Linked DNA regions of Mus musculus: region 1 is linked to region 2. A link is a contact called in public HiChIP or PLAC-seq data. All regions are on one chromosome and are shown on one strand. Each heading gives the region's core, a stretch centred on a gene start, on an enhancer-like site or on the middle of the called end of the contact. The rest is flanking DNA. Distances are from core to core; before and after follow the strand shown. Region 1 has its middle 19 kb from the start of Gm34402. Region 2 holds the start of Ctnnbl1 (catenin, beta like 1).

Region 1 (7,226 bases), core at 471-2,970, 240 kb before region 2:
AGCCAGGGCCTGGGAAATGCCGTGACTTCTCAGAAGGGGATGAAGGCTGTGCTTGCAGGCAGAGGCAGCCCTGCCTGTGTCTACACGCATGCTGCCTGCTGTGGGAGTGCTAAGAGCCTCAAGCTAGCATGAGCCCCAAGAGGCCAGAACACTCCATAGTCCTCCTCTAGCCTTTGGCTCCTGTCCTGTTTCCCTGGTGTGGCCTTTGTTTTCAGGTAGCCTCTACCACTGTCATACCTGAAAGTAGCCATCAGCCTTCTGAGTGCTGGGATTAAAGGCATGTGCTACCACTGCCCAGCCTGATACACACACACACACACACACACACAGATTCTATATAACCTCCCTAAAAGTCCTGGAAATTGCTCTGTAGAGCAGGCTGGCCTCAAACTCACAGAGCTCTTCCTGCCTCTACCTCCCAAGCGTTCGGAGGCCTAATATACATACATACATACATACATACATACATACATACATACATACACACACACACACACACATATATATATATATACATATATATATATATATTGTTTTTTCGAGACAGGGTTTCTCTGTGTAGCCCTGGCTATCCTGGAACTCACTGTGTAGACCAGGCTGGCCTCAAACTCAGAAATCCGCCTGCCTCTGCCTCTGCCTCTGCCTCTGCCTCTGCCTCTGCCTCTGCCTCCCGAGTGCTAGGATTAAAGACATGTGCCGCCGGGCGTGGTGGCGCACGCCTTTAATCCCAGCACTCGGGAGGCAGAGGCAGGCGGATTTCTGAGTTCGAGGCCAGCCTGGTCTACAAAGTGAGTGCCAGGACAGCCAGGGCTACACAGAGAAACCCTGTCTTGAAAAACCAAAAAAAAAAAAAAAAAAAAGACATGTGCCACCACTGCCCCGCAATAATTTAAATACCCTTTTATAATGTTAATTTGTGCTGGGCAGTGGAGGCAGAGGCAGGCGAATCTCTTGAGAACTCAGCCTGCTCTCCAGAGTGAGTTCCAGGAGAGCCGGGGGCTACTACGCAGAGAAACCCTCTCTCTAACCACCCCCCACCAAAACTTTTAAATTTATTTGTGTGTATGTGCATGTGTGTTCATTGTGGGTGCATGTGTGTGTGGGAGGAAGGCACATGCATGCAGGTGTACATGTAAATGCACACATGTATGCTGGGGGCAGGGGCGGAGGTCAACCATGGTGTCCTTCCTTAGGAGCAGCTCAACCTGGGTTTCTCAAACAAGGTCCCCCACTTGGCCTGGAACTCACCTAGTGAGCACAGCTGGCTGGACAGTGAGCACCGCTGGCTAGACGGTGAGCCCCAGGGATCTACCTGTCTCCACCTCCCCAGCTCTGGGACAGCAAGCTGTGCCACCACACCTGGCTTCCCTGACAGTGCTGGGCATTGAACTCGTCCTTACAAGGCAAACATTTTACCAACTAGCCTCTTGTTCCAGCCCCGTTACATCCTTGTAGAGAATATGAACATCATTTTAGATCAAAGGTCTCATAAAAATAAGCAAATGGGTTGGGTTTTTTTTTTCCTTACAACCATAATTGGACAAGCCCTGATCTACATCTTCACAGACAGGCTGGAGCACAAGTTCGGGTCAGTTCACCCTACCATATGGAGAAGGAATTAAGGTGGTGTCGTTTCCCTTAAAGCAAGAGCTGTGTTTAGTTGCCTGCAGACACCGAGATGGGGAGGAGGAAATGACAGCCATTTATCACCTTGCATTTACAGCCTGTCACAGAGACAACCTGCTGGAAGGGGGGCTGGGAAGGGGTTGGTGGCAAAGCTGAGGCCACAGCTACGGGGAGCTTTGAATGCCAAGCCTAGGGTCCAGCCTTGAGGGATCCGCCCCATCATCTTGGAAAATGCTGGGAAACCTGGATGTGTGGAGAGCATCTTAGGAATATTCATCTCCTGGCAGCACACGGAAGAAACGGGAAGGGAGAGAGGCCAGCAATGAGACTTGCGTTTCTGAAAGTCCCAGGACGAGAGCAGGCACCTCTTCCATCAGCCCCGAACTGTTTGACGTGCGGTGGTTCATGAGCGACTTGAGGCACATAAATATGTGCTTTAAAGTTTAAAAGTACGGAGTGAGATGAATGGGGCCTCTGATGAGGCCTCCTCGGGCTCCATCCGAGCAGCTTGGAGGAGCCCAGGAAATGATTTTCCAGAGCTCCAGCTGTGCAGAACAATGCAGGAGCCCCTCTCCCTTTGTGTGGCTCACCCCAGTCCTCCCCATCCGCTTGATTGCAAGCCGAGCGCCCGGATTGCCTTTCCTCCAGAGTGAGGAACAGAGGCCAAATTTCAGAAAATAATTCTGAGTGATGGGGGACTCTTGCGAAGCACTGATTGCTTTATAAATGGCACTCCCCCCCCATACCCCCACACCACCACCGCTGACTTTGGGAGGCAGCGGCTTTTCAAATCATGCCTGAAAAGCAGCCTGATTTCCCACAGGAATCATCTCTGACATTAGGAGCTCGGCTACCTTTTCCTACAGTTTTACCCAGAGCCAAAGCCTGTCTGCAGAGCCCAAAGAGGAAGTGGGCCCTCCTCACTTCAAAGCATTCAACACCTACCATTTGTGGAAATGCGCCCCCCACCCCCACCCCCAAGCAGCCATGGCCGGACACCAAGGGCTGCTTGCTCCTGCTGCAGGAAAGAGTTAAAAGGCACCAATGAATGAACCGGCGCCTGCACCACCCCCTTCTGGCTCCAGTCCTTAGGTAATTTGCCATTCTTCCCGCACAGCAGCGCTAGGTCTCGCCCTTCTCTCAGTCAGTACCCTCACGTCTTCAGTTTCCTCCTACACGGGCTTCAGAAGTAAAGAAAGCACCTTCAGAATCTAAGGCTGTTTCTAAGGGAAAAGATGGGAGGTGGGGGGCAAGAAGAGCGAAGGGAATAGAGAGAAGAGCCACAAGTTTCTTCCGGAAATATAAAATCCATCACATCTCCCGCTGAGCTGGCCTGTGTGCAGTAGTGGGGAGACCTGAGAGTGCCCCACCTCCCATTGGTCCATCTTCTCACACAGAGACCTCACCCAGGGTTCTCATTCTACCACAGAGCACCAGAGATAGGAACCAAGCTGGTACCAGCCATCAGTGACCTTTGGTGTTCCTTCCATCTTCATGAGCCTGTTGTCCCATCTGCTCTGTGAAAAAGGGTTTGGATCAGTTTCTGAGCATTGTCCCTCCTCGTGTGTGTGTGTGTGTGTGTGTGTGTGTGTGTGTGTGGTGAACCTCTTTTTTTTAAGGTTTATTTATTATGTGTAAGTACACTGTAGCTGTCTTCAGACACCCCAGAAGAGATTCAGTTATCATTACAGATGGTTGTGAGCCACCATGTGGTTGCTGGGATTTGAACTCAGGGCCTCTGGAAGAGCAGTCGGTGCTCTTAACCACTGAGCCATCTCTCCAGCCCGTCCCTCCTCTTAAAACATCTGATTTGAGACAGTGTTGACAGTATGGAAGACGGGTTTGTAACTGGCACAAGTTCCTTGGAGGTTGGCTGGGCAGTATACACAACACATGAAGGGGTGCACAGACCGTTCACCATGGCAGGGTCCTTTTTAGGGATTCTACAAAGCTCACTGGCTGACTTGAACCTACCTGACTGTGGAGAGTTGGGATGTTGCTGCTCTAGACCCGAGTTATCTTGGGCTATTTTTAGTCCCTTAATAGCTATTCTTTGCCTACTCTGTGTCTGAGCTGATATCTTCCTGCCTATTTGATCAGTCCTTTCAGAGACCCTTAGCTTCCAGCAGCACAAGGGCTAAACGCATCATCAAAGACTGAGGCCTCCAGTAAAGGTTTCCCCGCTTGGCCATTACTTTCCTGTACAGCACTGAAGCACTCAGAAAGCTTACCACATTGGAACACAACATAGTGAGCTCCCAGGCCATGAGCACTCATATTTGGCTCCAGAATCAACCTTTTTTTTTTTAAATCTCCTCTGAGGTGTGTTTGTGTGTTGACTTTCCTTATTTACAAAACCACCCACATATCAGATGCCCAGTGTGTTGAAGCAAAAGACAGGAAGCAACATGATCATGGAATCAAACCATCCGGGGCAGATGAGACACTCCACATCCCTGCCCAACACAGAAATTCTACCACGCACTTGTGCCAATGCTACTGTACATTATTTCCTAAAACAAACAGAGAGAGAGGGCTGGGGCGTCAGCAGTTAAGAGTGCTTACTGCTCCTGTAGGGGACCTGGGTTCAGTTCCCAGGACCCACATGAAAGCTCAGACTGTGCACTTCTTTAGAACAGTGCTAGGCAACATGTTTAAACACAAATGGTAGAGGTGTATTTTAGATTTGTTTTCAATAACGTGTACGTGCGTGCGTGTGTGCATACATGTGTATGTGTGTGTGTTTGGGTACACTTGAGTGTTGGCGACACACACATACATTGCATCCTCTGGATCCTCTGGAGCTAAGGTGCAGGCAGTTGTGAGCCACACAGTCTAGTGGCTGCTGGCATTGAACCTTGATTTTCTTTTTTTTTTCCTTTTTTTTTTTTTTTTTTTTTTTTTTTTGGTTTTTCGAGACAGAATTTCTCTGTATAGCCCTGGCTGTCCTGGAACTCACTTTGTAGACCAGGCTGGCCTCGAACTCAGAAATCTGCCTGCCTCTGTCTCCGGAGTGCTGGGATTAAAGGCGTGCACCACCATGCCCGGCTTGAGCCCTGATTTTCTGACACATGTTTTTTTAATTGCTGGGCCACCCTCCCGCCCCTGAGAACTCTTGAGTTGTAAGCATATGTACCCTTTGATTTAGCAATTCTGTTATTTGGAATTTTCTTCTAGGGTTAGAGAGATGGCTCGGCGGTTAAGAACACTGGTTGTTCTTCCAGAGGACCCAGGTTCAAATCCCAGCTTCCACATGGCAGCTCACAACTGTATGTAACTTCAAGATTTGACACTCTCACACAGACATACATGCAGAATGACTGCTTTTTCTAGAATTTTCTTTTATGTTTTTTAGATTCATTTTGTGGGTTCTTCCTGCATCTGTATGAGCTTTTCGGGCATGTGTGGCGCTCACAGAAGTCAGGAGAAGGCTTTGGATAACCTGGGACTGGAATTACAGACAGTTGTGAGCTATGGTGTGGGTGCTGGGAATTGAACCCAAGTCCTCTGAAAGAGCAAAAATTGCTCTTAACTACGGAGCTAGCTCTCCAGCCCTCAGAATTTTCCTACCCCATTTCCAGGGGCGATGAGGGGCATATAGATTGGAACATGTTTGCATTAATAAAAGATTTACAGTAACCTAAAAAGTCGAGCCAAAATCACTGGCTAATGAGTGCCTTGGGAATGTGTGTGGAGAGTATCAAGGCCTCCCAGAGACAGCTCCTGTATAGCTCTGAAATATAATATTGAAGAACATGGCTGCTGTTCACAGTAGGGGAGATCCTGGCTTAAGGGGACTTTCTTAGAAGATTCCCAAGTGCAGCCTCTAAAGAGCAGAACAGGGTGGCTGATAAGATGTCTTCAAAAAGTGTTCTTAGCTGGGCATGGTGGCATACTCCTTTAATCTCAGGCAGAGGCAAGCAGATCTCTGTGAATTTGAGGCCAGCCTGGTCTACAAAGTGAGCTCCAGGACAGCCAGGGCTGTTTCTCTGACAGAGAAACCTTGTCTTGAAAACCAAAACATACATACATACATACATACATACATACATACATACATACATACATATTATTTTTTTAAAATGAAAGTACTCTTTGCAGTTTATTTTTTAAGATCTATTTATTTGCCTGGCGTGGTAGCACACTCCTTTAATCCCAGAACTTGGGAGGCAGAGGCAGACAGATTTCTGAGTTCAAGGCCAGCCTGGTCTACAAAGTGAGTTCCAGGACAGCCAGGGCTATACAGAGAAACCCTGTCTCAAACAAAACAAAACAAAACAAAACAAAAAGATCTATTTATTTATTTTCTATGAATACACTGCAGTGGTGACAGACAAACTAGAAGAGGGCATTGGATCCCATTACAGATGGCTGTGAGACACAAAGGGGAATTGAACTTAGGACCTCTGGAAGAGCAGTCAGTACTCTAACCACTGAGCCATCTCTCTAGCCCCCTGTTTTTTTTTTAATGTATGTATAACCTACAAAAACAGTTATCATTAAAACAGAATGCTTCTGGCCTGGAGAGCTGGCTGCTCCTCCTGAGGAACCGAGTTCAGCTTCCAGCACCCACTTTGGGTGGCTCACAATCATCTGTCACCCCACTGCCAAGGATTACATCTTCTGGCCTCTCAAAGCAACTGCATAAACGTGGCACACACACACACCCACACACACACACACACACAATATTTTTTTTAATTGAAGGTTCTGTGGGTTTGTAGTTCTGTTGTTAGCTCATGCTGATACCGTTGTGTGTGTGTGGGGGGGGGGGAGTGTTCCATCATGTCGACCCCTCTTTGCAGGTATTTTTAATACCTCTCTGCAGGTTATTTCATAATACCTAGCTCCTCTGTGCACAGAAGAGGCAGGCCAGGCCTCTTAGGGTTTCCTGACTGCCCAGGCTGAATTCAGGGCTCTAAGCTACCATTCTTAGGACACTGCCTGTCATCCTCTGCCCTGTGTTTCCTGATCTTTCCCCTTTTCCTCTCTGAGGGACTATAGTCTTCTTCAGCACCATGGACAGAAACACGCGGCGCTTCATTCTGAACATCCATTAGTCCAAAGGCACAAAGAGCCACCACTTTGGTTTGAACCCAAAGCTGAGAATGTCACATGATCAGATACATCAGGGCTCTCATCTAACAGGACCCTAAACCTGCTGGCTGGGAACATCAAAAAAGCATTGTTTGAGGCCCAGAGACAAAGATTCAAAATGAATGCTGCTTCCCATGGGCTAGGCTCAGAGGAGAGCTAACAGAGTTGACCAGCTAGTGTGGGAAGATGCAGCAGGCAGGCCGGGTAGCAGCATCTCCCCGTGGGGGCTCTGCAGGCCTGCAGCTGGGCTTTGAATTACTCTGTGGCGAATGAATGCCACAGTGAAGACCACAGTGCTGGGATGCCTTCGTAGAGCAATGGTGGGGTTGAAGTGGATGGGAGATCTGGAGAGACCTTCCAGCTGGCAAGCAGGGGGAGCCTGAAGCAGAGGGAGAGCAAAGCCCTTCAACATTCAGTACATCGCTCCAACTGTGGGGTGGCCCTGAGAGCAGTTGGCAGTTGAAAGTACCGACAGGGCGAGACTTGAAGGCAGCTGGTTGCTA
Region 2 (7,131 bases), core at 2,911-5,410:
GACAACTTATCTGCAAGCAAGTTAGTTCTGCCTCTGGCACACAGCAGACAGACCAGCAGAACAGTCAGGAGCTCCAGCTACAGAATAGGACTGCCTGAGCACTCTCTGGCTAGGTACCTTCAGTGGCTAGGTCTCAGTTTCTCCCTCTGTAAATCAGAGATTAAAACAGTTCCTCATACCGGACATGGCCATGCCTTTAATCACAGCACTCCAAAGGCAATGGCAAGCAGCAGGCAAATGTTTGTGAGTTTGAGGCTAGCCTGGTCTACAGGCCAGCCAGGGTTATATAGTGAGACTCTGTGGGGTCCAGGGAATTCCTCCTGGACTAGAGATGTAGCTCGCTTGGTAGAGTGCTTGCCTAGCGTTCATGAAGCCCCGGCTCTGTCCAAAGCATACCATAAGCCAGATGTGGTGGTGAACACCTGCAATCCCAGCATTTGAAAGGTGGAACAGGAGAGTCAGAAATTCAGGGTCACCCTTGGCTACAAAGTGAGTTTAAGGACAGCCTGTTCTACATAAGATCCTGACTAGAAAAGAAAGTTAGTTCCTGGTAAGGCTGTTATATGGATTTAGTGAAGAGGCAGATAAATAACTAATTATTTTGTGTAAGATTATCACTGTCTTCAAAGAACTTTCACTTATAACTAATTATTTTGTGTAAGATTATCACTGTCTTCAAAGAACTTTCACTTCTATAGGCTCATCTCATCCTCAAGATTTCCCACAGGAGGCCATGTCTGACTGATTATAGAGTAGACTCTATAGATTTAGACTACAGATTCTAGATTAGACTACCACCTTTTCAGATAGGAATGGAAGTAGACCCTGCTGAAAGGAACAGAGCTGTAATTCCAAGACCAAGATTCTGGAGACATGTCAGTCACTGCCTTGGCCTGTCAGTCACAGCCCTAGCTTGAAACCTTAGCTGGGTCTGTCTATCAGATCTGAGTTCTTAGTAAGTTACAAACAGTTAGGTTGAATGAAGACATCTGTATCACCTCTATAAATGCAAAGGCTTTTAAGGAAGTCCTACATCGTCTGTAGTCTGCCAACATTTCCAGCTCCATCCCCTTCTGGTGTCCTGCTCACTCACCAAGTTCGGGCTACACGGCTCTTCTCTCTACTCATCTAATGGGCCTAGGCCTGCACTCACAGTCGCTGCTCCTGCCTTCACTATTCTGCCCTGTCATATGCTGGCTCCTCAACCTTCAGAGCACTAATGCTGGCTCATCAGACTCCTTCCCTGATCACTCAGTCTACAGAGACCCTAAAAGGAGCTATTTACAATGGCGCTGGCCTACAGAAATGCAGTGGAAGTCACAAACTTTACATAGAAGATTAAACTTGGAAGTAGGCACAAAATTTAAGTTTAATAATCTATTATCCTTAATCCAGTATATCAAATGTAATCCATATTTAAAAATTAAGACATTTCATCTTTCCACAATAAGGCTGTGAGATGCAGGGTGCACTTTACACATAAGAAAGAACTTGATGCAGATGGGCCCCCCTTTTGACGTGCACTAGCCATGTGCACAACAGCCACCACGTATGCTCACATGTCCGCGGCGGACCCTGCTGCACTCCCTCACAACACGTCCAGCCATCTGAAGTTCTTGTTTACTTCCTTAGTTATTCTCTGGTGACTCCCCCACCATATTTGCCTTTTCACACAAAAGCAAGAGCCTTGTCTCATTTCTTTCCACATCATATGCTCAGTGGACCAAGTGCATTGCACACAGTAGATGGTCAATAAATATCTGTAACCAAAGAATGGGCCCCTTCTGGTAGTGTTGCTCCACATCTGAAACAATGGACTGGACTAGCCAGCCCAGAACTCCCAGACGAGCACTCATCGGTGACCTTCCCACCATCTTTCTTGTTTCATCACCAATTACATATCTTAAAGAGAAAACTATTATGGCCTCGCATCTGTTATCTGTTGCTTATGTATTCTTTCCCTTTTTTTCTTTTAATGTATTCTTTCTCATCAGGCCTGGAGTCTCCATCTACGGGGTCAGTGTTGTATATATTGGCTAAAGGAAATAACTACCAATATTAGTATTTATGGGCTGTTTTAACTGCAACAAACATTGGCCTAACACTGCTTTTTTTTTCTCTTTTCTTTTTTCTTTTCTTTTGGTTTGGTTTGGTTTCTGAACACGATTTCTCTGTGAGACCCTGGCTGTCCTGGAACTCACTCTGTAGACGAGGCTGGCCTCAAACTCAGAAATCCGCCTGCCTCTGCCTCCTCCCAAATGCTGGGACTAAAGGTGTGAATCACCAACCACCAGACATAGCTAGGCTTTTTGTTGTTCTTTCATTTTGGTTTGCTTTTATTTTTTGGTTTTTCAAGACAGAGTCTCTCTGTGTAGCCTTGGCTGTCCTCTGTAGACCAGGCTGGCCTCGGACTCAATGAGATACACCTGCCTCTGCCTCCCAAGTGCTGGGATTAAAGGCGCCAGCTTCTTAACAGACTCTTACCAGAAGAAGAACTTTCTTCACAACCGACCATAAGGTCGGTACCATGAGGTATCTGTTCAAGATTACAACAACTAGTTAGTAAGGCAAAAGGCATGGAAGGCAACCTGGGGCTCCAAATCCAGGCCTTTTATTTTATTTTATTGTAGTGGTGGTGGGGTGTCTCAGTATGTACCCCTGGCTGGCCTGGAACTCAGTGACCCACTGGCCGCTGCCTCCCTCCCAACTTTCAGGCACTGAGATTCAAGGCAGCCATGGCTAACAGCTCAGGTTCACAGGTTCTTACCGCCTACTCTGGCCTGCAGAGATATCACTTTTTTGTTGTTGTTGGTTTTGGGGGTTTTTTGAGTTTTTTTTTTTTTTTTTTTTTAGAGACAGGGTTTCTCTGTATAGCCCTAGCTGTCCTGGAACTCACTCTGTAGACCAGGCTGGCCTCAAACTCAGAAATCCATCTGCCTCTGCCTCCCAAGTGCTGGGATTAAAGGCACGAGCCACCACGCCCGGCCTAGAGCTATCACTTTTAAACTCAAGTTCACAGGTTCTCACTGCCTACTCTTGACTGCAAAGCTATCACTTTTAAAACATCACACCTTGAACAAAATGCAAGTGGATAAGGTTGGCTTACCCACTTTTTATTTCATCCATCACCCAAAGTCTGCTCCATCATATTATGGCCTCATACATATTCAATCAATATGATCAAGGATCTGTGATCAATATAAAAATACTACCTTTTTCATACTAAGTCTTTAAAATGAAGTGTGATTTACAATTACAGTACTTCCTAATTCAGAATAATTACAGTTTATGGGTCCCAACGCCTATTGCAGCTAATGAAAACAAAGATGGACACAAGAAGCCTCGTTAGGCAGTCAAAAGAGGGACAAAACTCTGAGTTGGGAGTCTGGACACTTGAGCTTTGTAACTGTTGAGTGACCTCAAGAGAGTCCTTTCTTCTCTCTGGGTCACCCGTTCCTCACAAGCACCCTGAGCAAGGAGGTCGAGAGGTCTCTTACCGACCCATTCCAAGCTCCGTCTTCCAAACAGCTTAACAATAGCAGGGAACGTGGGCACAGGTTTCTGCACTTTCAAATGACCTTTCACATACATCCATCCACTTTATAGATTTTAAAAGAAGAATTGAGACTCCGTGACGGGAGAAAGACTTCTCCAAAGCTACACTGACACTTGGTAAAGAAACTGAGGCTCAACACCGGGGGGGGGGGGGGGGCGGGGGTCTTCACAACTGTCTCCCCAAGCCCTGTGAATTGGTAGAAACGAGACGGAAGAGGAGCTGAGGGCTACCGGGTGGGGAACAGAAATCACAAGGCTCAGGTCTGGAGAAGGAAGGGGTCGAAAGGGTCCAGAGGGCTTAGGGGAGTGAAGTGCAATGACAGGATGCAAGCCCGGGTGACATGAGAAGTGAGGGCCAGGGACCGAGGGGAGGCAAGATGACGGGACTCTGTCCCTGCTACCCGAGCGAGGATGAGGAGCCCTCCGGCCTCGCCAACTGCTCTTACCTGGTAGCTTAAAAGTTCGCCCACGTCCATGGTTCCGGACCCAATCAGCACAGGGTACCCTGGTTGCCTCCACTCAACTCCCGAACCACGGGCCGCTCAGAGGCTTTTCCTGACACACTGCCGTAAAGCGCCAGGCCCCAGAACCAATAGAGTAAAAGAGCGCGTGGCCGGTGAGCCCGCCACACTGCCGTAAAAGGACGCGCTGCCGTAAAGCGCGCCGCGTTTTGACAATTCTGCTTCCGCCTGTAACCTGAAGGGGCGGGGAAAGGGGCGGATACTTAGGGGATGAACCTAAAAGCGAGGCCGTTATCCAAGAGTAGAGCAGAGTGCTTGGCATTTCGTGGGTAACCTTAAAGAGCTTCCAGAGACTGGCACTTTTGTTCTTTCATTCTCATTTCACAGATAATTGAAGTTGGCCTGTTGGTGGTGTTGAATGCCTTTAATCCCAGCACTGGGGAAGCAGAGGCAGGCAGAGCTCCGCAGGCATATGTTTTGAGTTCGAGGACAGCCTCGTCTACAGAAACGAGTTCCAGGACAGCTAGGGCTACAGGGAGAGAAGAGGGAGGGAAAGAGGGAGAGGAAGGAGCTGAGGTTTGAAATTATGCGCCCCATAGTTAGTCACATGTGGCTCTGGGGCACTTGAAGTGTGCCTAGTCCTAATAAAGATGTTAAGTGTTAATCAAATGCACAGTGGATTTTTCGTACTTGAACTGGTTCCTTTTTTTTTTTTCACTTACTGGGTAAAGGAAGATATATTATGAAATGAATTTGACTTTCCTCTCATTTGTTAAGCGTACTTAGTAGATATACTGAAATTGTATATGTGGATTTCATTTTGGGGTTCCCATTATGCTTCCCCTGGGCTTACAAAATGGCTTCCGGCCATAGGTGGCTGAGAAACCATTGATATCATGTTTGTTTTTTTCCCCCAGGCTTCTTTGTATTCACTAACACAAGACCCAGTGGCAACTGGAAGATCTCCTGTCTACCCAAGCTGTATTAAAGGGTCTGGGGGTCTGGAGACATGGCTCAGCGCTTAGAACCATTTACTGCTCTCTAGACGTCTACTTCCGTTCCCAGCACCCATGCTGGACAGCTCACAATTGCCTGTAACTCCAGTTCTGGGGGATCTGGTGCTCTCTTCTGGTCTCTGTGCAGACCCACAAGCACACGCATACACACATTTATATATATATAAAGGTTGGTTCCTGGGGAAGGAATTTGCCCATTATTGAGAGATAGTCAAGGCGTTCCTCTTCTGGGATTACAACAGACACCATCCAGAAACCCCATTCAACTACCTCCAACTACACATAAGAAAATTGTTATTCCTCAAACTGCCACAACCTCTCCTCATTATTCTCTCTGTTAGCACTTCCTCTACTGTTCACAGACTCAATCTGTCATTTTGTACTTGATGGTTGACATTTTATGTTTTGACAGCCTCATTAATTGGACTCCAAACTCTCTAAAAGTTGGGATTGAGTTTGTCAACCTCACCCTCGAATCTTCAAAGCCCAGAACAACGCATGACAGAGAAGGTTTCACCGTGGGCTTTGTGAGTGTTGTTAAGGAGAGTGGATTTTATGTTATCTACTTTGGGAAGTTGTTGAGATCGTCAAAACAGGGATGCTTTCTGATTGGGTTTTTGTTTTTAAAGAGTAGCCAATGTAAACTGCTTTTTACAGAGTTCATTTGCATGTCCTTCCCCTCCCTTTCAATTAAGTGTAGATTGTGACCTCCAGAGAGGCAGGACAGAATAAAGGTAACCATGAACAGAACTATTTTCTAGTTTGTGCCTTGCCTCAGTCAGCTTCAATAGGCAGATTTGCAAAAGCCCAGTCTGGAGGTTTGAATAAAAATGGCCCCCATGGGCCCATAGGGAGTGGCACTATTAGGAGGTGTGGCCTTGTTAGAGGAGGTGTGGCTTTGTTGGAAAGGTGTGTCACTAGGGAGTAGGTTTTGAGGTTTCAGAAGCTCAAGCCTGGCTATTGTATCACTGTCTCTCCCTGCTAGCTACAGATCGAGATATAGAACTCTCAGCTCCTTCTCCAGCACCATGTCTGTCTGCACAATGCCATGTTTCCCACCATAACCATAATGGACTAAACCTCTGAACTGTAAGCCAGCCCCAAAGAAACCTTTGTATAAGAGTTGCCATGGTCATAGTATCTCTTCACAACAATAAAACCCTGACTAAGGTAGGTGCCAGGGACTGGGGTATTGCTGTGATAAGCCTGACCATGCTTTGGTTTGGAGGAGTGCAGACTTTGGGATTTTGGATTAGAAAAGCAGTTGAATGCTTTAAGTGGGGCTTAATGGGCCATCTTAGTAGGAACATGGAAGATAGTGGTACCTGGAGTGATTTGAACCTATGGGGACCTGCCTCAAGAGGTTTCAATGGAGAAGAATGTTAGTGTGTGGCCTAGAGACTGTTCAAGGAGAAATGGGACAGCAAGAAGTAGAGTGGAGCTAAATCCTCTATTCAAGGAGATAATTTTTTTTTAATCTTGATGTTAAATGGAATGAAGGGAGCAGTGGCTTCATAGCAAGATCCCACCCAGCTAAGCTGCCAATTTATGAAAATGAGTTAAAGAAAAGGTCAGGGCCAGGTGTGATGGTGCACCCCTTTAATCCTAGCACTCCAGAAGCAGGGGCATACGGATCTCTCAGTAGGAGGCACATGCTTCTGGAGATTCCGCTGTCTCCAGCTCCCATCTCAGCACAAAGCCTTGGGATTACAGGTGCGCGCTATCATGCCTGGCTTTACACGGGTTTAGGGTTTCAAACTGAGGTCTTCAGGCTTTCAAGGCAAGTGCTTCACACGGGGAGTGATCTCCCCAGCTCCAGCATGGAGCTCTGGGAACATATACTGTAGTTAGGGAGAAAAATCTTAAACAAAAAATATTGTCCAGGGTTAAAATCCCAGGTGTGTACATCATGCCCAGCAGGCGTCAATAGACACTCGCTGACTAACGGCCCTTGACCGCACCAGCCTGGGAATCTCAGGCCAGTGCTTGTGGAGGCCCAAACTGTCTGCAGGTGTGCACCTGTTCTGTCCCTGCTCTGTTAGTGCTCTCCAGGGAGCCTCTGCACGGGTTCTTTATTGCCACCTGCTAAAGCACTTGAA

The links. HiChIP or PLAC-seq counts read pairs in DNA pulled down with a chosen protein or histone mark.
Region 1: an H3K4me3 HiChIP or PLAC-seq map of embryonic basal ganglia shows a contact between it and region 2, with 3 times the contacts expected there. The contact joins the enhancer-like site here to the promoter of Ctnnbl1 in region 2. A contact is called at or near these places in 8 of 39 promoter capture datasets (cranial neural crest, embryonic stem cells, hippocampal neurons and 3 more), 1 of 15 datasets of contacts at CTCF or cohesin (pro-B cells), 17 of 484 Hi-C or Micro-C datasets (the G1E-ER4 cell line, embryonic stem cells and trophoblast stem cells), 7 of 115 datasets of contacts at active chromatin or transcription factors (differentiating embryonic stem cells, embryonic basal ganglia, embryonic hindbrain and 1 more) and 1 of 9 other capture datasets (embryonic stem cells).

What each region holds. Positions count from the first base shown.
Region 1 is chr2:157,970,300-157,977,525 of GRCm38.p6, reverse strand. No RefSeq gene overlaps it. Among named protein-coding and RNA genes, the nearest start is that of Gm34402, 19 kb to the left of the region's middle. Within about 2 kb of position 1,720, at least 31 of the 459 cell types and tissues checked have an H3K27ac peak or open chromatin away from gene starts, as enhancers often do. A contact at or near this core is called in differentiating embryonic stem cells and embryonic basal ganglia, where this site is marked.
Region 2 is chr2:157,734,430-157,741,560 of GRCm38.p6, reverse strand. It overlaps Ctnnbl1 (catenin, beta like 1), which reads right to left and starts at 4,160. Exons shown (of 16, transcript NM_025680.4): 1 at 4,002-4,160. The coding sequence starts at 4,031.